Regions from separate parts of the Mus musculus genome. Here regions 2, 3 and 4 are each linked to region 1. A link is a contact called in public HiCAR-type and promoter capture Hi-C data. All regions are on one chromosome and are shown on one strand. Each heading gives the region's core, a stretch centred on a gene start, on an enhancer-like site or on the middle of the called end of the contact. The rest is flanking DNA. Distances are from core to core; before and after follow the strand shown. Region 1 holds the start of Tmem126a (transmembrane protein 126A). Region 2 holds the start of Ctsc (cathepsin C). Region 3 holds the start of Fam181b (family with sequence similarity 181, member B). Region 4 holds the start of Rab38 (RAB38, member RAS oncogene family).

Evidence for each region. Promoter capture Hi-C pulls out the DNA fragments that hold promoters and counts their contacts. HiCAR-type assays count read pairs that join an accessible place to other places.
Region 2: a promoter capture Hi-C map of pre-B cells shows a contact between it and region 1. The contact joins the promoter of Ctsc here to the promoter of Tmem126a in region 1. A contact is called at or near these places in 2 of 39 promoter capture datasets (the C10 cell line and pre-B cells), 1 of 484 Hi-C or Micro-C datasets (B cells) and 1 of 9 other capture datasets (liver).
Region 3: a HiCAR-type map of astrocytes shows a contact between it and region 1, with 5 times the contacts expected there. The contact joins the promoter of Fam181b here to the promoter of Tmem126a in region 1. A contact is called at or near these places in 1 of 39 promoter capture datasets (cranial neural crest) and 3 of 115 datasets of contacts at active chromatin or transcription factors (astrocytes, embryonic forebrain and embryonic limb bud).
Region 4: a contact with region 1 is called in a promoter capture Hi-C map of the HPC-7 cell line, with 3 times the contacts expected there. The contact joins the promoter of Rab38 here to the promoter of Tmem126a in region 1.

Annotation. Positions count from the first base shown.
Region 1 is chr7:90,453,149-90,459,220 of GRCm38.p6, reverse strand. It overlaps Tmem126a (transmembrane protein 126A), which reads left to right and starts at 2,018. Exons shown (of 5, transcript NM_025460.3): 1 at 2,018-2,149; 2 at 3,702-3,797. The coding sequence starts at 3,709.
Region 2 is chr7:88,275,406-88,280,731 of GRCm38.p6, reverse strand. Ctsc (cathepsin C) reads right to left here and starts at 2,647. Exons shown (of 7, transcript NM_009982.5): 1 at 2,358-2,647. The coding sequence starts at 2,529.
Region 3 is chr7:93,076,662-93,082,203 of GRCm38.p6, reverse strand. Fam181b (family with sequence similarity 181, member B) reads right to left here and starts at 2,325. Exons shown (of 2, transcript NM_021427.2): 1 at 1,219-2,325; 2 at 482-1,217. The coding sequence starts at 2,183. The coding sequence ends at 929.
Region 4 is chr7:88,428,866-88,434,249 of GRCm38.p6, reverse strand. Rab38 (RAB38, member RAS oncogene family) reads right to left here and starts at 3,977. Exons shown (of 3, transcript NM_028238.7): 1 at 3,647-3,977. The coding sequence starts at 3,848.

The sequences.
Region 1 (6,072 bases), core at 769-3,268:
ACCCCACCTCTACCAGCACAAAACCAGCAAAGAAGCATAATTCCCCAGCTCGTCTTAGCTGTTGCTTTCAGGAACTTCTGACACAGCAGACGAGCATGTATTCTTTTCATGCACACATGAAAATCCCGTTTGGACCAGAATCTGCACTATAAATATCGATACACTTTTTTAAAGGATTCAAATTCTACCAAGTATGTTCTCCAACCACAAGAGAACTGAATCAGAGATTTAAAAAGAGATTAGGAAACCAAGACACTTCTAGATAGACCATAGGTCAAGAAACCTAAGAGAAATTACAAGACTTTTGAACTAAATGGAAATATTTTTTTTAATTTTAAATTAAATTTCAAAATCTGTGGGAACAAAGAGGTCCTTAGAAGGGAATTTCTGACAATAAACACACAAACTGAAGAGTAAAATGGTCTCACACCAGTGACCCCATTCATGCACATCCTTAGAAAACTGGGGGGGGGGGGGCAGAAAACACATAGGAATAAGCAGCAGAGAAGAAAAATTCAAGTTGAAAACATAAAATCCAACATCAAAAAACCCCCAAAAAACAGTGAAACAGACAAAAAATTTTTAAGATCACACTAGCTAGACTGATCAGGCTTCAAAGATTCAATAAAACACTATCAAGAGAAGACATATGAGGTCACTGCAGGATACACAGATATTAAAAACATAAGGAAATATTTATCAACAGTTTAATCCAATAAGCTTGAAATTTTGGACCAAATGGACATTTCAATTGTTCTGAGAAAAGTTTTGATGTTCAATCTAAAAGGTATCTACGCATAGAACAGTGAAATATCTATTATAGATGCTGAATTTATATTACAATTCTATCAATCAGGAAAACTCTGGGCTTAGAAGTCTCCCGTGATGATTCTACCAAACATTCAGCAAATGACATCAAAATGATACAAACGCTCCCAAAAGTGAACAGTTGCTAAATGACACTAATAAGTCAGCGCTACCCTAATGCCAGCACCGGACAAGGAAAGTGTAAAAAGGACTGGGGAAAAACAAACAAACACCCCGCTCATTGGTTAAGAGTAATTGCTGCTCCTGCAGAGGACCGGGGTTTGGTTCCACAGGAATTGGAGTACAGTCTTATTTAGAAATAAATAAATAGATAGATAAATAAATAAATAAATAAATAAATAAAAACAAAAACAAAAAAACTAGAATTGACTTGATGCCTCTCGGGACAGGAATCTTTCGGGACAGGGATCTTACTCATTAGTCTTCTGATAAATTCCAGGCCTCTCAGTTTGGTAAGCGTCTTTATAGTCTACTCACAATTTTACAAAATAACCAGGTAAAGAATTTTGTCCTTTCCTGTTTTACAGATGCAGATGAAAACTGAGACGGAAACTCACAACATTGGTTCCCAGTGGTGCTGACTTATACCCTAAGCCTCCCCCTGGCTGTTTTGTTTGGAATTCACACTGTACGCAGACCAGACTGGCCTGGAATTCACAGAAATCCCCCTGCCTCAGGCTACTGAATTCTGGGATTAAGGCGTACGTTATCACGTGCGGCTCCCTTACTTTTGAACCGTTAGTTTTTCACTACATTCCGTTAACCCTGTTTCACAGAAGCAGTGTTCTAGAGGACATGGGGAATGCTGAGGAAAACAAAACAAAACAAAAAAAAAGCACTCGCTCTGGAATTGCTCACGTTCTGCTGGAAGTCACCCACAGCATAACATGGCACAAAGATCCAAGAGCGAGATGGAGCAAAAAGTCAATCTCAGGCTAACTTCACTGCCAACGTTGCCTTCATCAGCCCGTAGCCTAGCGGCTGCCATGCAACCTACGCCAGGATCGGGGACTCGGAAGTCGGGCTGCGTGCCCAGGCGGGGTGGTGTCGAGCCCAGCCACCGCCACACCGCTGTTTCTGCAGGCTGTACCCGGGATGGGCTATAGCGGACTCGCCAGTCCTCACCGCTAGTCCACAGTTTAGCGTCTCCTGGACCGGAAGCCCGTGGACAGGAAACAGAGGCGGAGACAGAGTCACGTGTGAGCCAAAGATGGAGCTCAGACGACCCTAGCGAAGGTTGCGGTAGACTCGGCGCGGGAGGACCCGGGCAAGCACCGGCGGCTGGGGAGGCTGCCATTAGCTGCCTTCATTCTGCCGAATGGTGAGTAGCTGTGCCAATGTCGCGCTGGGAGAGGCGCGGGGTGGCCACGAGGGTGGGGAACGCTGTGTGTGCTGACCCGGTCTTCACTTTCCACCCGTGAGGGGGAAGACCTGGCTGAATTGATTGAGTTGAAGAATCACTGCCAATTTACAAATTGCTACGTTTAATTTTCCGATGCTTGGTTTTTATGCAGAAACTTTCAGAGATCTTTGTAGTATTTCAAGGTGTCTTTGTCTTTGATGGGGATTTATTAACTGAGAAATAATACCAGGAAGAAGAAACAGGACTTGAATCCTGGGATCCTGATCTAAACCGCTAAATCTGTATTTTACTTTCGAGGTTAATTTTTAAGTCAAGATTTATGGAATTTTGCACATGCAGCATTTTCCAAATCATTGTATATATACAACAGGTACCCAAGATTTGGTAAGACATTGTTCCAGTGCTGTCACAGCTAACTAATACGAATGGTGACCCAAGACAGGCTGATTTATTATCAGGTTATTTCTGAGTTTTGGTTTATTGCTACTACTGTTTTATCTTTTGAAATAGGGTCTTGGAGTACATCCAGGAACTCACAACCCTCCGGCCTCAGCTTCCCAATAGTAGAGGTATCACCACAGGTTGCAGACTTTTTTCCTGTCACCAGGAAGTATGTTTTTAAAGAGCCCAATCTAGTAAAAACGAATCCACCATTCTACACTGATATTCATCCTATGTGTACCATGCCTGCTCAGGCCAGAAAAGGGCATTAGATCACCCTAGGCCTGAAGTTACAGCTGTGTGTGAGCTTTGACGTGGGTGCTAGGGCTCGAATCTTTCATCATGTGTCCACATGCCTGCAATGCCTATGAAGGGTGAAGAGGATTCCAGTCCCCTGGAACCCTTGTTCTTTGCAATAGTGTTCTCTCAAAACTACTGAGCCCTTTCTAACCCTTGACACCTAATCATCTTTACAAAGTGGCTATTACACTTGAAATACAACTTATAGTTCCACCAGCAGATGTCACAGCTTTCCTGAATGCTTCCAAGTGAAACTAATTACCTGTGTACCTAATGACATCCCTGTTATCTTAGCTTCCACCTCATGTTTTTGTTGTTTACTGGATGTTGGCTTTCTCTCATGATGTGAGGCTCTGTCTGTTGCATCACCCCTCCACCCCACTTGTCTAGCACAAATTCTTTGGATTTTTGTTTTCCTGTAATAAATTTTCATGTAGCTCTGCTGGCCTCAAATTCCAGTATTATCAAGGACAGCCCTGAGCCCACCCCCCAACTGTTTCAACTACAGTCATGTCACCATGTCTGAATTAAGTCATTTTTTTAATGTTTCATGTATGTAGTAATTGCTTAGAAAATCAAGATTGTGGAGTGTCTTAGAAACTTATGCGCTGCTTTTCTTGTTCAGGTTTCTGGTATGCTGTATTGGGAGAGGGAAATCTTATATGCTATATATACATTAAGTTAATCTACATCTCTTACATAATTATGCATCTCAAAAGACTTTTTCTAGATATACTTTTTAAATTGGGATTGTTATATTTTTTTTTAGGTCCAAGATGGAAAGTCATAAACCAAGTACTAGCAAAGATGATTTAATACTTAATATCATATCCAGAAAAATTAAACAACTTCCAGAATCAGACAGGTAAGATTCCATAGTCTTAAAATGTCTTTACCTAAAAGTGTTTCAAAAGATTATCTTAAATTTGAAGGACTATGCATACCCAAAGGAAACTGAGCTGTCTTTTTGCTTTGATGAAAAAACAAAAACCACCCTGAAGCCCAGTGACACTAACCATTTTGTGCATCGTATAACTCATTATGGAAACTGAAACTAGAACTTTGGAAATATTTAATTGATGAACCCACCTTTCCATTCAGCTTTTGGGGTGAAAAAAACTGTATGGATCCATTTATAAATAACTTAAAAGACCTTTTCAAGTTAACCCCATCTCTTATCTTCTCAGTGTATTTCTATGTTTACCTTTATTAAGAGTACCATGGCCTGGCGGTGGTGGCACACGCCTTTAATCCCAGCACTTGGAAGGCAGAGGCAGGCGGATTTCTGAGTTCGAGGCCAGCCTGGTCCAGGACAGCCGTGGCTATACAGAGAAACCCTGTATAGAAAAAGCCAAAAAAAAAAAAAAAAAAAAAAAAAAGAGTACCATGGAATATTTTGCAAGATGGATGACAGAAATGGATGTTTAAAGATCTTTAAGATGAAAAAGAGTTTAAGGAGCATGCTGATATTAAAAAGTAGTATAGTACAGTGCCCTTCTACAGAATATTCTTTAACTCCTTTCCCATCAGAAAGCCTGAGTGGGTTACAGTCACAGTAACTTCAGGTTGATCTGTGTCTATGCACCTGTGCTGAGGGCAACTGTCGGGAGTCTCTCTTCTCCCTTTCTGTGTGGGTCCTAGGTATGCAACTCAAAGGTTGTCTGTCAGATTGATTCCACCCAGTCATGAGTGGGTCATGACCTCTAAGAGAAGAACAGAAACGGGATCAAAGAAATGACAAAGCAAGGATCTGTCATATTTGAGGAAAACAGTGTTACTGAAACACAGGAGGTCCCTATATTAGGGTTTCAAGCAGGAAAAAACAGATCCAACTAACTTTACTGCCTAATGCAGCCAGTTTGGGTAATAGATTTAAAAAGTAGGTAAGAGGCACTAGTGAAGTGGGATAGAAGATAGAAACATTAGAGATAGAAGATGTGAAACATTACTGTGGCGATTGATGCATCTTCTAGTGTGAACTCACACCAATTCCACTTTTGGTTGGCACTTACCGTCTTACAATAGAGAACCTAATCCGTACCTGAGCAGTAGTTACCACCACCCCTACATAGACACCCCCATTTAGTTGTTTCCTGAGATACAAACAGAGCACCTACATGAGGTAGGGGAAGCTGTAATGACTAGTGTAAGAAAGTGGGAAGAGAGCAGGCTCCCAGTGGGATCTTCACCAAATCAGCAAGGAGCACTGGGAACTGAGCTGGAACTCCACTTTAAGACTTTGCTTGCAACAGTCAAAATGTTTCATTTTACAACCACAGCAAATTACAATTTAGTTGGGAGACAACCAAGTGTTCAAGTTTCAGCTCCACTATTTCTGAGCATGGTTAAAATAGGGGTGAGTCCTATTTCATGGCTTTTTAAATATTTGTAAAAGTGCTCAAGTTCCCCTGTAAAATTCAGGCTTCTCACATTGGGGCTGTAGTTCTTTAATAGTTTTCTAACTTCCTGAGCTGTCTTTAGACTTCTGAAAACCTCAACTTCAGTCATGTAGCTAACGATGAGAAACTCCAAAGCAGAACGCAGCTTTCCTTGCATCTGTAGCAAGAAGTCAACTTTACATAACTGGTTCTCATGAATGAAGTGAAATGCAAGCATGATGCTTCAGTAGTAATGACCTAGAAAAGCTTTAAATTTAAAATAAGCAAAAACTACAGAACCTAGTGGAGGTGAAGAAATGGGAAACATGAATTAGTAAACCATACTGCAGCTCATAAAACAAGTAGTGAAAACCAGACTGAGTTGTAAGCTGAAGAGCTTATTCAAACTGTACTATATAGTTTTAGGTAAACACATAGAACACGTTTTGGCTTAAGATTCATTTATCTCAAATTACCAGTTAAATTTTCATCAATGAGCTACTAAAAACTACCTAGTATATCTACTGTAATGTTAGTACCCAGACTCCTAATCTGGATATTAATACTTGAGGGATGAGTACAAGGAAACACACTAACTGTACTACTCAGTTGGATATACATCTGAAGTTGTTTATAGATACAATGGGTTTAAAGTCAGTAATTGATAAACAGTACTACCTTAGAATGTGTTGTGTTTTTATCATGAGAGCTCAAAAGAGCCAGGCATCTTCCTCTTCAGAGATGTTTCCTGTTATATAATTT
Region 2 (5,326 bases), core at 1,398-3,897, 2.2 Mb after region 1:
AGGCACTGTCTCCGAGAGAGAAGAGGGACCTGGGAGAGGGAGGCAGGGAGAGAAAATATTTTCTTCTTGTAAAAAATGGGGAGGGGACTGTTCAAAATTAGAGAAATGGGGGCAAGCTAAAAAGAAAAAGAAAAAAAAAACTGATCAAAAAAAAAAAAAAAAAAAAAAAGACTACATAAAAACACTGACTTAAGCCGGGTGTGGTAACGCACACTTTTAATCCCAGCACTTGGGAGGCAGAGGCAGGCGGATTTCTGAGTTCGAGGCCAGCCTGGTCTACAAAGTGAGTTCCAGGACAGCCAGGGCTACACAGAGAAACCCTGTCTTGAAAAAACGGGGGGTGGGGGTGGGGGGGGAACACTGACGTAAATGTTACCTCTCTCCTCAAAGATATAAAAATAATTTGAGTTGATAGGTACTAATGTTTAACTTGCATAATAACAGGGTCTTTTTGGGTTGGGTTTGGTTTGGTTTGATTTTTTGAGACAGAGTTTCTCTGTATAGCACTGGCTGTCCCTGAACTCTCGCTGTAGACCATGGTGGACTCGAACTCAAAAATCCACCTGCCTCTGCCTCCTAAGTACTGGGATTAAAAGCGTGTGCCACCACTGCTCTGCTTCTGTGTGTCTTTAACTGTTGGATTAGAGTCAAAAGTAGATTTATAGGTAGAGGCTATTCAGCTGTTCAGCTGTGTCCATCTTAGAGTTTTACACATTAGTCTCTCTCTCTCTCTCTCTCTCTGTCTGTCTCTGTCTTTCTTTCAGATTAACAAGCTAGATGGAGACTGTTGGATTTCAGCAAGCCCCCCCCACCCCCACCCCAGGGGCTTAAGTGCATATTTTACACATCAAGGCAGGCCTGACCTTCAGGTTCTTCCAGTATCCCTATGTCCCTACCTGGTGTACCAAACCTTGAACTTTCCAGCCTAAGGGTTGGGCTGCCCTTCCACCAGAGGCTCTTCCCTATATAATCCAGTCATTTTGGTCTCTTGTCCTTCCTTTTTTTTTGGTTTTTCGAGACAGGGTTCTCTGAGTAGCCCTGGCTGTCCTGGAACTCACTCTGTAGACGAGGCTGGCTTTGAACTCAGAAATCCGCCTGCCTCTGCCTCCCAAGTGCTGGGATTAAAGGTGTGTGCCACCACTGCCCGGCCTCTTGTCCTTTCTATCTTCAGACCTTCTCTCCATGGGAACTTTCAATCTCTTCCCCTTCTCCTCTGTCTCCCTTCCCAAGGCTGTTTCCCTGATCTGTGATCTTGCCTCCCCTGCCAAAAGCAGTTTCCAAATAAACCTGAGATATAGATAGATAGATAGATAGATAGATAGATAGACAGACAGATAGGTAGATAGGTCCCTGATCTGGCTTGAATTAGCTCATTTTACCGTGAAGGAATAACTTATCAGAGACTTCATATGATAAGGCGATGCAAACCTTTTCTCTCCCTTCTGCCTCATCTCCATGCTCAAATTTAGAAAAGAAACAATTGTAGACACCACCCAGGATTAAGCTAAACCCAGTCACCTGGAATTTAGTAAATGACTCCTTGTTGGAGGCAGGGGAGGTGGGATATATGACAGCATTTATTCTACTCACAAGAAAACTACAGTTCAGAGTTGAGTTTCTCTGTGCAACTCTGACTGGGGAGACCATAAGTGTCACTCTTCTTATCTGTACTACTGTTTTCCTATATCCGAGGCACGTGGAATGCCCCAGTCTTCATTTACTACATACTCACTGAGAGCCAAGTGTTAGGCATTGCGTTTGCTTCCGTCATATCCAAACACTACTGTAAAATGTGACAAAAGAGACAGGAAAAAGCTTTTGTATATCTCTCGAAATTCCTTAAACAAGGCGTCCAGAAATGTCAAGGAAAGTAGCAGATAAAACAGGCCCAGTTTGAAGTGGTCTCTTCCCACTACCTCACAGGGAAAGAAGGAGCGCCCCCATTAGAAAGAAAAAGAAAAAAAAAAGAAAAAAAAAAAAAAAGAAAAAAAAAAAAAGGCTAACTCCTAGAGTCTGAGCTCAGCAGTCAAGACTCTGAATTTTAAAAACAAGAACCTGTCAGACCTGAGTGAAGGGTCAAGAAAGCAGTTCTCCACTCGCTTCTAAGAAATCAAAGCAAATAAAACAAGTAAAAAACCAGGGGCGCGTTTCCTTGAACATGAGTTGTGAGATAATCAGGAAAATAAGTGTAAAGTTAGAAGTTCTCAGCAGCTCAAATTCAACTTAGCGGCCCTGGCTCTGATCCCCCAAGGGGCCGTTCGTCAGCTCTTAACTCTCCAGTCACCCAGAAACGCCGGCCCCAAGGCAAGGACTCAGGGACAGAAAAGGACAACTCGGGACCCTGGGAAGCCGCTTACCCATCACCGAGCAGTTAATGTCGCTTCGGGAACTTCTAGGGCCCACCTGGAACACCCAGGTGCCCAGCAGATCAGGGTAGGTGCAGTTGGCAGGAGTGTCGGAGCGCACGGTGCAGACTCCCAAAAGCACCAGCAGCAGGACGGCGCGCAAGGAGTGGGTCCAGGGACCCATGCTGACGGCGCCCGCGGAGCAGATGGCAGAGAAAGCAAGTTCAACTGGAACACCACTCGATGGCAGTCAGGCGACCCTAGTGGCTCCCGCCTTAAAATACCCAAGAGCCCGGAAACCCAGGGTCCGCGGGGCGGGGTTACAGGGTGGTGAGAACAGAATGAGGTGGGGGAGGAGCGGCGAGGCTGTGAGGACGGGGGCGTGGAGTGACTGAGATGTAGGGAGGGACAGGGTGTGACTAGGTGAGGCAGCACGAGGTGGCCTGAGGAAGTTAGTTAGTGACAGTGTAGGGTGGGGACAGGCACCACTAGGAGGAAGAAGGAAAGTGGCCTTTGGGGACCTCTGCCTTTCAAGGAACGCCAAAGCTGAGAACTCTGTAGCGGTGTTTTGTAATGCCAGTGTGATTAAAATAGAATCTACCCTGTGCAATACAGGGTTGACAAGAGTCTTAAAGTCTACTGAGGCTAATTCTCTTTCTCTTGTTTTTGGTGCACTTTCCTGCATTTCTGACTCCGTGGAAAAACTTTACTAGCTAACCTAAGATAGTCTTGAGAATTTCTGTTCCATTTACCAAATCTAGCTTTTTATCTTCAGGGTTTTCTTTGGTTTCCGGTCTGCCTGTTTACCCGAAGATTTCAATTGTAGTGAACCTTTACAGGTTGGGTGAATCTGTTTTGTTTTCCCTCCCTGGAACTTTATTAGGATTAAGTTGAATGGGGTGGGGGTTGCGGGTGACTGGGGTGATCACATTGTGATCACATTGCTCAAGCCCTTCTGTTTTCAGAATGAAAGCAAGAATTAGAGAAAGAGGAAGTAGCTTGCTCAGGATGAAGTGGTCTTCTGAGCTCCTGTGTCAGGCTTTCCCAAGGGCGAGCTGAAGGGAGCATAGTTGAACCTTGCCTCCTCTGTCAGTCTTCTTGCCTGCAATTGTTAAGTAGTAATCTTTAGCGAAGCATCCTGCTCTTGTGAGAGCTGTTTTGAGTTGCCTGGCTGTTGTTGGCTGGGATCATGATCATTCTGAGCTAATCTGAGAATACAGAGATGAACCAGGCAGACTTGATGAGCCTCTTTGACCTAGTAGGCTTGTGCACTTTGTTTCTTTTTAAACCCCATCCCACAGATCACAGATATTTATGTGCAGACTTTTTTTTTTTTTTTTCCACTGAGTACATGCAGTCCGAGGAAGCAATGTGGTTGAAGAACAAACCACTTCTGTCTCTGAATTCTGCTTTAAAAACACTCAGGCTTCTAAGCCTGAAGGCACACTTTGATAGGGGTCCTTCTTGATAACTAAGGGGCTAGAGTGTTCTTTCATATGAAACTAGGCTACAAGAGCTAAATGGGGAGGAGCTGACACCTTCTAGATCTCAAAAGCCTTTATAGGATTAAGAATTGACATTGTATAATTAAGCTAGCATTTTCTTTTAAAGGCCCCATTACAGATAGCATCACTTTCCTAAATTTCTACAGTTTGTCGTTGTTGAAACATTTTACTAAATGATCCATATCTTAGAGCTAAACGTGGGATCTGGGAATTCCTTTGATGGACATAATCAAAGTAGAACACTTACTTGTTAAAAAGAAATTAAAGCAGCCTTTCTAAAGTCAATGGCAAAGATTGTGGGTCACTTTGGATTAATGAATGCATCCTGATATTAGGAAATGGAGATTTAGAGAGTTGAATCACTTGTCAAATGTCATTGCCAGTTAGGGAGAATCAGCAAGAAACATGTGCAAGTTGCACGCCCCAAAGTTTAGTATATGTTGAGTGATATAAGATAATATGAGTTTCTAAGCAATACACACTTGTCCTTGGGCCTCCGAGATGGTACTGTATAGTGTGGCTCAGGAAGTGTAATTCCAGTGCCAGTTTATAAACTAAGTTATGCAAGTTTCTGAGTTTTACCTTATACCTCTGCCAAACCAGAGAATGTTGAAGTAAATTCCAGCATTTCTTTTCAGCAGTGTATTTTTTAACAGTCTTTTAGATGATACAAAATCAATTTGAAGTTTAGGGAGCATCTTCAGGAACTTTCTCAGACTTGAAGTCTGGCTGTGGCACAATCTGTAGATCTGTTACTGTCTTTTGCCTTTCTTCTTCTTCTTCTTCTTCTTCTTCTTCTTCTTCTTCTTCTTCTTCTTCTTCTTCTTCTTCTTCTTCTTCTTCTTCTCCTTCTCCTTCTCCTTCTCCTTCTCCTTCTCCTTCTCCTTCTTCTCCTCCTCCTTCTTCTTCTTCTCTTCCTCCTCCTTCTTCTCCTTCTTCTCCTTCTCCTCCTCCCCCTCCTTCTTCTTCTTCTTTTATTTCTCCTCTTCTTCTTCCTCTTCTTTCTCCTCCTTCCCCCTTTTTCTTTAATTTATAAGGTGTATGTAATTATATCTCAGCTGGTTTTACAGTGACTAAGTGAGTCAATAACAGATAACTTCAGGTATCACACACATTTGCCACTGTGTATATTTATGGTTTTAGAACCATTTTTCTTCTCTCTTAAGCTTTTTTTTCATTGCACTTATATATTGATTTTGTATATGTAGGAGATACACATAGTATGGAGTAAATTCCAGCCTTCTACCGAATGAGTCCCAGGTTCAAACTTACATATTTAGGCTTGGTGGCAAGGACTTTTACCCAGTGAGGTATCTACTAAGACTGTCACTATATACCTTAGTTAGGGTTTTACTGCTATGAACAGACACCATGACCAAGGCAACTTTTATAAGAACAACATTTAATTGGGGATGGCTTACAGGTTCAGAGGTTTAGTCCATTATCACCAAGGTGGGACCATGGCAGCATCCAGGC
Region 3 (5,542 bases), core at 1,076-3,575, 2.6 Mb before region 1:
AAGGGGGAAGACAGAAATGGGACTCTAGACTTGCCAGGTTTTCCTCCTAACTCAGAGATTTGGAAGAAGGCAGAGAGCAGAGATGAGAGGCTAGAGCCATGGAGTAAGCTATTCAAGGGTAACAGCAGAAAGAGATGGGAAAGGCAGAGATTGGTAGGGGAAGGGAAATCTTAAGAAGAGAAGAACAGAGTCACACTCAGAACTGGTTTTAGTGTGTTTAAAGTCTTGGGCTTAATATCCTCCATCGTGGAAAAATAACTGTAATGGCACCTTCAGCTTCCCCACCCCACCCCATCCCCCCAACCCCCACCCCCGCGCGCCAAAAACAAAAACCAAGGAAGGCAAAGGGGGAAAGAAGGGAGGCCTGGGACATGACCTTGCCAGCACCCAAGCCCCGCCCGCAGCGTCCACCTAGCAAAGTTGAGAAATTGGGAAAACACTAAGAAAACACTCAACTCAATGACCACATACCTCTGTTCCATTTCTTTCAATATAGGCTTTAATTCATAATGTAGTCAGGGGAGGACACCAGGGAGCTGTTTGAAGGGGATAATGACATTAAACACACTGACCTTGGCTGAACTGAGATGAGACAGTAAAAGCTGTCTTACTCTTGACCCTTGATCATCCCACCCAAATCCTGTCTCTGGGTTTTTTAATTGGTCTGTCCAAGTAGGAATCTATGACTCACTTAGAAAAGAAAAGAAAATCTGAGGCTGTGATTAAAACAATCCTCACTTCGTCTGTTTTCCTGAAGATCCTTTATTAAATGGATTGAGGGTTTGTTTGTTTGTTTGTTTGTTTGTTTGTTTGTTTTAATCCCATTTCGTCTTTACTTGCGTTCTCCCATCGTTCTCTCCTCTCAGAAGAAACCCAAAGTGGCACGCAGCCCACAGTAGTCATAATGAAAGGAACGAGTTCCTCGCAGTCAGTCTGGATGCCCTCCTTCCTCCCCAGAAGCCCCTTCCCAGACCCCATCTGGTCTCCAGAGGCTGGGGTAAACCGCGCGGCTGTAGCCCGCGCTGTAATCATAGGACACCTGATGGGGCGGCGGCAACGCACAATCTGGGAAGAAGGGGGTGAAAGAAGACAAGGCTGGCGCGTCCTCCCCACCTGGAGAGTCCAAGGCTGTGGGGTACAGGAGGCGCACAGGCTCGTTCAAGGTCACGCCGCCGCGAACGCCAGCCACAGGAGGCTTCTTGGTCTGAGGACAGCTCGGGGGTGTTCCAGGGCTCGGGGTATAGTAGGTTCCCCACCATCGCCGGCTGCTCAAAGGGGCCTGACTCCAGCTCCAGGGGTCCCCGTAGGACCGTGGCTCCGGCGGGGAACGGATCGAGAGGGTCCGCGGCCATCAAGACACCCGAATCGTTGCCACTGCCGAAGTCTGGCGCCAGCAACTCAAAGAACTCAACGGCCTCCGCCCCTTTCTCCAGGTCACCCAGACTCACGCCCTGGCCCGATGGGACGCCGCTGGCGCCGCCGCAGCCCACCCGGGATGGTTCAGTGAAGAAGGACGGGGGCAGGTTTCGGGCACGCAGCGGGACCTTCCTGGTGCCGGGAGCCACTGAGCTCACCGCGGTGCCCGCCCCGTCTCCCACAGCGCTTGCTGCTCCGAGGCCCGGGACTGACACCGCCTCCGCACCGCCAGCCGTCTCTGCACCCCCGGGGATGTGGCGCAGAGAGTCGAAAAGAGCAGCCAGGCTCCGGCTCTGCAGGCTGGCGGCAGCTGCAGCCTGGGTCGCCTCCCTCCGCGGGGCGGCCTTACAGTGCGCTGGGGTCGCGACGGTCGGGGCTCCCGGAGGCCGTTTGGCTGGAGCATCTGCAGCGCTCGGGGACGCGGGTCTCGGAGGTGCAGTCCCCATGAGGCCACTGCAGCGCTTAATCTGCTTCTGCAAGTACTTGCGGTGGTTCACTTTCCGCTTAGACTTGCCTGGCTTGTCCAGCGCCAGCTTGATGTTGCTGGACGCCGAGTCTATGAAGCTGAGCAGGTCGCGGGTGGCCTCGCGCACGTCCCCGCCCTCGGACCCCGATAGCAGCGCTCCCGCGGTCGCCCCGCTCTCATCGTCTTCGAAACAGCAGCCTTTGTCCAGACTTCCGAAGGCGCTCACCAGCCCGTCCGCGGAGCCTCCGAAACCGAAGGGTATGAAGGGGTGCGAGCTGAGCAGCGCAGCCTGCACCGCCATCGCTGCGGCTCCCCGGCCGTCCGCAGCGCGGCCCGTGCGCACCCGGCCCGCTCCAGCCCAGGCGAGGCGCTGTCTGCTCGCTCCGACCCAGGCTCACGGCTCAGCCTCCCGGGGGAGCTCATTAGATCTTGTAAGCCAGAGGCGGAGGGAGGGAGTGCAGGGCGACCGCCCCGGTAGCGGAGAGGAGGGGCTTACGTAGCCAGGCTTTGGTAGTGGGTATAAAGGGGGCGGGAAACTTGGGCTTTTCTTGTTTTCCGAGCTTTCTCAGACCTTAACCCTTTCCTTTCCCTGTGCCCCGGGGCATTTGTTTTGACTGGCCTCAATCGCCAGGGGTGAGGAGAAAGCCTGTGTTCCAACCCCAGCTAGGCTTCTGTAAAACCACACCCTGGCCCTGGACACTGTCCCTAAGCGAGTTCACAAATCTGGGTTTCGATTCCAGTTTTGGAAGCAGTGAGGTCCACCATCTACCAGCTCCTGGAATCGCTCTGTACTGGTCATTGCCCATTTAATGACTTTATGCCATTTAATCCTGTCCAACAGCCTCATGAACTACATGTTTTGTTACCATTCAGCAAAAGAAACTAGACTTCTGAGAAGTTCGGAGAATTGGCCATAGCCACATCTAGTACAGTCAGAAAAGAAAGCCATTCCCAAACTGATTAATCTGTATTCTCTTGGCCCTGTCTCTTTGAATCTTCAAACTCTACTTCTGATCCTAAGATTCTGATCAGTTTTCCCAGGACCCTCAAGTCTGATGTTCTTGCTTCTACTGCTGGATTGGTAGAAGTTACTACTAGCTTAAAGTTAAGTCAAAGCCAGCCCTTGGCCCAAAGGTCAAATAAGAAAAAAGTCAGTCTCCCTGAGCCACTTCTTGATGGGAGAGAGTCCCGGGTGTATAGACAGCTCTGGCCTCTTAGGTTTTCTACTTCTGAAGCCACGTAGATTGCCCCCCACGCAGTGCTGCTGTAGTCGAGTGATCACCTGCACGTTTCCTAGGACACTTTCAACCAGACATTCATTCTTCTTGGGGTGGAGAAAATGAACAACGCGGTCCATCGTGAAAGGTCACTGAGAAAAGACTTGGTCTTGGTTTAGTTTAAGCCTATCCAGTAAACAGCCTGGGACTGAAATCCTTGCTCTGTTGGGTACATGGCTTTGGATAGACCATCTCACCATGCTCTGCTTTGGTTAGCTTTTTTACATCACAACACAAGTGAGGCTGCCCACCTCACTGGGCACATAGAGCATTTGCTATGAAAGAAGAGACCCGTGGAGATGGCTGCACTCCTTGATATGTCTTCTCCATCACAGTATTCATGAGGATTAACTGACGCCACAATAGAAAAGCCTCGTGCACACAACAAAGTTCTCTTAGTTATCATGGTGCAGGTCACTGAAGAGGTACCGACCATGTCTTCTAACAGTCTTCTCTTCAAGACCCATTTTCCTGCAGCTATAACAGAACCACATTGGAGCATGCATTCCTACCAAAGAAGACAGGTTTTATTTAAGTGATGGGAATAGGTACTTAAACACATAAAGCTGAGTCAAAATTGTTTTAACTCACATTGGCTCAATTGTCATGTACCTTTCATTCAGATTCAAAGATGTCCAGTATCATTTAGTCACACAGAGTCCAGTAGAGATGCCAAGAGTTTAATGAGAAATGGCCAGAGGGCAACTGTGCAAGATTTCTACACTTGAAATTCTAACAATCATATTTAAAATAAATAAACTATAAATATTAATCTATAAAAATCCCTTTTCACTTCTAGATAGTTGGGCTTCTAACACATCAAAGTTAATTTCCTGATTAATATTTGCTTTGGAAGTTGGAAGAGTCCTTGGGCCAGTCAGTTCATTTTCTGTATCATGTCCATTCCTAATCTGAGAAATGAGAATAGTTATAACTATTCTCGTGGATTTTGAAAAGGTTATTTATATTGCACAGTAGGCAAATGCTACTGGCAAGAATTATTTTTCTCCTACTACAGCAAAGGCTATCTCACCTTGTCTGATATAAAATAGTGGCCCAATGAACTCCTTGTTCTTGACTTGTGCCCAACCCATTCTATTACAACATAGCAAACTACAATATCAGCATCATTTGTCCTTTGTCCCCAGCCAAGTGCCTATTTTCAATTACAAGAAAGCAGCTGTGCTTATGGGTTAGACAAACTTTGAAAGAACAGTGTAAAAGTGCTGAAATTATAGCCAGAGAAAACTGGAGTCCAATTTTGCCTTTATTATCGGACAATACAAAACTTCTTCTGTGGACTCTGACCTATAAAATAAATATAACATGATAGCTATATGTATAAAAAAATATTTCTTTCTCATGATTCATAAAACTGACCCTTATATGCCTATATATGCCCATCCAGTCATTTATTCATTAGGCAGGAAAATGGATGTGCATATACCAGGGATGCAGAGATGAAAAACTATGGATTATACTTTTGCTAATCGAAAGGCAGACATTACACACAAGTCACTATAATATATGACCTTAGTAAACTAAAGGTGCCAGAGATGGGGGGATCATCAAGCTGCACACTGTGCTACAGATGTGTCAAAGTGGAATGGAGGTGGGGGTTGTCTTGGTCTCTTCCCTGCCACTGGATCCCCTTCCCCTCTACTTGGACTGGCTGGAGGGGCTTCAGTGGGAGAAGATGTGTCTAGTCCTGCTGGGCAAGGAGCTCCAGGGTGGGATGGTACTCAAGAAGGGAGTCTCCCCTTCTCTCAGTAGAAGGGGTGGGAGCAATGGGAGGAGAGATTTGTAAGGGTAGGACTAGGAAGGAAGGAGGGAGGGGCCTGTCATCTGGATGTAAAGTGAATAAAAAATAATAAAAAAATTTTTTAAAGTCAAAAAGGGACCATTAAGGCTGCCCAAAGAAGACAAGGCATTTAAAGACAAGGTAGAATTGGAGCAAAGATTTAAATGATGTACCTGAATATTTCAAGCAAATTTGTACTATCTCTCTGAGAGAACAGCCCAGACAAAGGCATGTGTAAGTGAAAGATGTGATGTTTGTGGAAAATAAGTAGTAACTTTTCCTTGGAATTATTTTACTTCTGAAACTAGAGGGCATTTTTAGGAGTTCACCTACCCAGCTATCTGCACCCAGTCTGAATCGTGGCCTCACTGCTTCATCTGCCCCCTTTTTTGGAAGAATCGTATGTGGGATAAAATTGGTTTTAGTTGAGCCACTGGCTCACTCCTGCCAGGCTCTTCAGCCCCTCCTCCTACCCCTGAGTGAGAACATTCTCTTGAGTGGCTTTGACATCAATACATTTCACTTCCTATAGAGCAAAGGGACTCAGCTCCCGCCTGCAACCAGGGGCTCTGCAGATCTCCA
Region 4 (5,384 bases), core at 2,728-5,227, 2.0 Mb after region 1:
AGCTGGTGGACTGTAGAACCTAGCTGGTGGACAGTAGAACCTAGTTGGTGGGCTGTAGAACCTAGGTGGTAGACTTTAGGACCTAGTTGGTGGGCATTAGAACCTAGTATGATTTCAAATCAGACAGAAAAGGCACAATCCTGCTTGGCTGTTAACAGGTTCATCCTGGGCAAAATAATGTAATAATATATTTCACTCTACCAAGAACATCTGAACAGAGTTGACCCAGGCTCTTCTTTGTCGTAGACTTTTCTCAGAAATAGGGCAAATTTTGGAGAAATTATCATCTTGTTTCACAAGCCCCTAATGTCTTGGGAGTTTCAGAATCAGGCAGGCCAGTTAAAGTGATGATATAAGATATATATCATGGTAACCCATATACGAATCAGACCTTACATCAGTGAACCAAATGAAACACAATGGACCTATCAATGGCAAGAACTACTTTGCAGTAGGCTAATATCCTATAGAGTCAGGGGAAATCCCTGCCCTCTCATCAAGAGCGACAGGCCAGGCCTGAAGATAAAGCTCAGCAGGTTAAGTATTTGCCTAACATGCCCAAGGCCCTTAATGGGATTCCTCATATTGCATAAGCTGAATATGGTGGCAATCACATGTCACTTCAGCACTTGGGAAGCACAGGAAAGAAGAACAGAAGTTTTAAAATCAACTTTGGCTCCACGGTGAGTTCAAGGGTAGCCTAGGCTACATTGTCTCAAAACCAAAACAAAATAAAACAAAGGAGAGGAATTAGAGATGTAGCTCAGTAGTTAGGGACTTTGACAGCAATTGCAGAAGACCTACTTGAGTACAATTCCCAGCACCCACATGGTAGCTCTCAACTCTGTAAATCCCATTCCAGAGACTGAAATGCCTTCTTCTTGCCTACATGGGCACTGCACATAGATGGTGTATAGACATACATGCAGGCAAAACACCCATACACATAAAACTATGCTTTACTTTTTAAGTAAAAAGAAAAAGAATTTGAACATTCTCAAAACTCAGTTGACTACTACCCGTTCTTTATAGATACATATTAGAGTTAAGAAAAGGAGAGTGGCATGCTGTGACTTGAGGGTACTCAAAGGCATACTTAACCTAACTTGAATCTCAGTGGAGAGTGGAGGTTGGATTTCATATCCCCTTAGAACCCAGAGGTCTCTAATACAACTTGAAACAATTACGTTACAACCATCCTATCCGCCAATTACCTTGCTTTTACCCAAACATCTTTCAACCTCCAACTCAGCAGTTCAGGGCCTTTGAGCTTGAAGTTATCAAAGTGAGCTGAGCATTACCTTGGGGTTGGATGCCGCTCTGACTGCTGAATGGAGCTCAGATCCTTCAGACTCCCTACTTGTGCAGACTTCTGTGATTATAGCCTTCACCAAAACTTTGGTCTGAAACTGTGGCTTAGGAAAGGATTCCCAAGTGTGGGAGTTAAATTGCTTCTGAGAGCAAGTGTGGAACTCAAACTGCCTTATGCTGCCAAATGCATGAGACTAAACTGATGCTGGACTGGCATTTGAGGGCAAGATAAATGTGTGATATAAGAACTGCCACTTGTTAGGACTTAGTCAGTGTATGTATGGCATGTTCCTCTTGCTTAGTATTTATAAATAAATGTACAAAGAGTGGTAACTCCTAGAGTGTAGCACTATTGCCTTTACCTTGCATTATTGTTTATTCTTCTCTCATTTGGAGAGATAAAATACACTCCCTGTTTATAGATATCAAAAGCTAAACAAAGATATCAGAATTTATCTGTAATCACACGGTAGTCTTCAGAAGAAGGTATTTCTCTCTAGAGGTGTCTCACTCTGGAAGCTCAGAATCATTACATCTTTCTGTTCTTCCCGTTTAGAAGAGGAAACTAAAACTCACCAACATATAACAAGGCTGAAGACATAATGCTATTTAGACTATAATTATGCTAGTTCAATAATGCTAGCTACAGCTACATCTTTTAAACAGTAAGCTATTTTAAACTGGGGTCCCGAGAAAACTGCTACAGCTGAAAGACATTTCAGACACTAAAACGTGCAGCGACAGAGGGCCCAGGTACACAGTGAAAAGCTCAAAAGGCTCTACTTGATGCAATCTCCAAGTCTCTAATAGCTCATGCTTCTCTAGAACTGCCAAAGACTCCAAACCATGAACCTAGCTACACCAACTAACCTTATCTCAAGACCAGCAAGCTCATGGCTACAGAAGCGAATGCATCTCAAGACTGTACATGTCCTTTGAGGAATTTTCCTTCTTAGTGCCCATCTCAAGTCCTGGCAAAGTGTTTCCAGGGAAATGCACTAGTTCAAATGAGCACATCTTTTGAAAAAGAACTGCTTCTTTTCAATCCAGAGCTTATCAAAGGCTTCTTGGTACTGTGGGCTATGAAGAGAGATTAAGTAGGGTTATTTGAAAGGGATCATGGAAAATCTCATTGGAGTTTAAAACTCCAAAGCAAGAAGATTCTTGAGCTGTCGCTGCCTAGCCATTTGCAGCTTAAAATGCTACTGCTTTGGTGAGTTAGCATCTAGAATGCTAGGCATGCCCAGGTTACAAGCAGCCAGGTAGGACCCAGTATTGAGCACTAACTATAGCCTGCCTCAGTCTTTATTGTGGCTAGGAGCTGGTAGAAGCTGTTAGTCAAACTCTGATTTCATACTTTAGATTTCTCAAAAAATACACCAAGATCAAATCAAGGAATCTTAAAGCAAACGACATTAACATCACCATAACCCCGACCCTTGCCTCTAGGGAGGCAGAGGCAAGTGGGTCTCTATGAGGTCAAGGTCAGCTTGATATAGGTTAGCAGAGTTACATGACGGGACCCTGTCTCCGTTTTGTTTTTGTTTTTGTGGTTTTTTTTTTAATGTTTTCCTAAAAAACATACACAGTCTCCTGTTTGAAATGGAAAGTGAAGAAGAGATAGCCAAGGATGGAGGGAGACGGAAGAGAGATGGGGAAGAGGGGAGTGGAGTGAGAAGAGATAGTTCGTTCTAGATGTATACAAATTTAGCATCTCAAATTTTTCTGACTGAAGAGGCCAATAAGCAAGGAGATGATAGTAGTGAGATTTGAAAGAAACTAAATTCCTAAGATAATCCTGCTCCTTCTTAAATTTCCTAGGGGCTTCCCCTCTAAACACGAAGGATGAAAGCCACGTGAGATACTCTGGGCCAAGTCGCGGCTACCTGTGTCCAGAAAAGGACTAGAATGAAACAAGAATGCGACTACAATCTCCTTGTGAGTCCAGGCGACAGCCTTCTCTGCACCCAAGAATCCCAGGAGAAAGTGGTTCGCTTTCTCACAGCCAGTGAGAGCCAGCGAAGTTATCTAGAAGTTACAGGTAGAGTGGGGACGACTCCAACAGAAACAACAGCAAAAGAAAAAAAAAAAAAAAAAAAAGGAAAGAAAGAAAAGAAAACACTTCCATTTCTTTGAAATCAGGTTTCCAAGCCATTAAGCCAAACTTTCCAAGAGTGGAGCGCCCAGGCGATCCGGATCTCCTGCTTGATTGCACTCAAGGGTCCCGGGACTGGAACCGACTGAAAAGTCATTTTCCACTCCCCGAACCTTCACCCCCGAACTCCTCACTGGCTCACTCCACCCTCACCCGTTGCGCGCTGCTCTGATCGCTCACCAGCAATGTCCCAGAGCTGCAAGCGCACCACCGTCTCTGGGTCCCAGTGGAGCACCTTCAGCGCGAAGTCCACACCAATGGTGGCCCGGTAGTGCGAGGAGAAGTTTTGGTGCACATAGCGCTTGATAATGCTGGTCTTGCCCACACCCAGGTCGCCGATCACCAGCAGCTTGTACAGGTGCTCCTTGTGAGGTGTCTGCATCCTGGAGGCCCGCGGGTCTTGCGGAGCCTGGAGCTTGCTCTGGGAAGCACAGCCGGGGCTGGGCACCGACGGAGACCGGAGCTCTATGTGGGCGCTTAGGCTAGGCGTGCTGGCGCAGGATAGGGAGCTGGTGCGGAACTCCTCCCCCGGGTTTAATCCTCCTTCCTACTCTGCGGACTCCAGAGTGGGAGGAGACAAGAGCAACTCCTGGGACTGGAAGCTAAAGGACCCGGGACCCCAGTGCTACTGCCTGTCAAGCTGGTATTTGCACAGTGCTTTACTCCTTTCACAGAGATTTTTCTCTCGCCTCCCGTCCATGACACAAACTTATGTGGATTTTGTTTTCCACGTTCTGCCGGGGAGAGAACTGAGTGTCGAAAAATACCCAGGTCTTCTGAGGCTATTAAGCCCTGTTGCCACCCACACAGTGTTGTAAAGTTGGGGAGACCTTGAGAAACAGCAAAGCAGTAGACTTAGGTCTTCTCTGGCCCTTAGAGTTGAAAGAATTTAGGCAAACCCTTTAATCTCCTTTTGCCTGGGCTTCTATAAAGTGGTAATGCTATCTCTTAGCGCCTATTCAACTGTTAATGACCTAAAGTAGAGGCCACCTGAGAGGAAATGCTAAGGGCTTACTTTTCTTTCAGCCTCCACTCCTATCCTAAATTCTCCAAGCTGAACAACACACAAGTGGTCTTATCATTGTAAGTAGCGGCAGATGTTTATAAATCTTCTCATACACACCATTTAGTCATCCTGGAAGTCTTAAAAGTATCATTATTTTTCCTTTTACAAGTGAGGAGTCCCACTTTAGAAATGTAAAGAAAACGCCTATTTCAAATCCAGGTCTTCTTCGGTTTCAACGCCTTCTTTCTTTCTTTCTTCCTTTCTTTCTTTCTTTCTTTCTTTCTTTTTCTTTTTCTTTTTCTTTTTTTTTTTTGGGGGGGGGAGGGAAGCCATGGTTTTATTTTTATTATTGATTGATTGATTGATTGTGGTTTTTTTTTTATTAGGTATTTTCCTCGTTTACATTTCCACTGCTATCCCAAAAGTCCCCCATACCCCCCCCCCCAATCCCCTACCCACCCACTCCCGCTTTTTGGCCCTGGCGTTCCCCTGTACTGGGGCATATAAAGTTTGCAAGTCCAAAGGGCCTCTCTTTCCAGTGATGGCTGACTAGGCCATCTTTTGATACATATGCAGCTAGAGACAAGAGCTCCAGGGTTCTGGTTAGTTCATATTGTTGTTCCACATATAGGGTTTCAGTTCTCTTTAGCTCCTTGGGTACTTTCTCTAGCTCCTCCATTGGGGGCCGTGTGACCCATCCAATAGCTGACTGTGAACATCCACTTCTGCGTTTGCTAGGCCCCTGCATAGTTTCACAAGAGACAGCCATATCTGGGTCCTTATAGCAAAATCTTGCTAGTGTATGCAATGGTGTCAGCGTTTGGAAGTTGATTATGGGATGGATCCCTGGATATGGCAATCACTAGATGGTCCATCCTTTCGTCACAGCTCCAAATTTTGTCTCTGTAACTC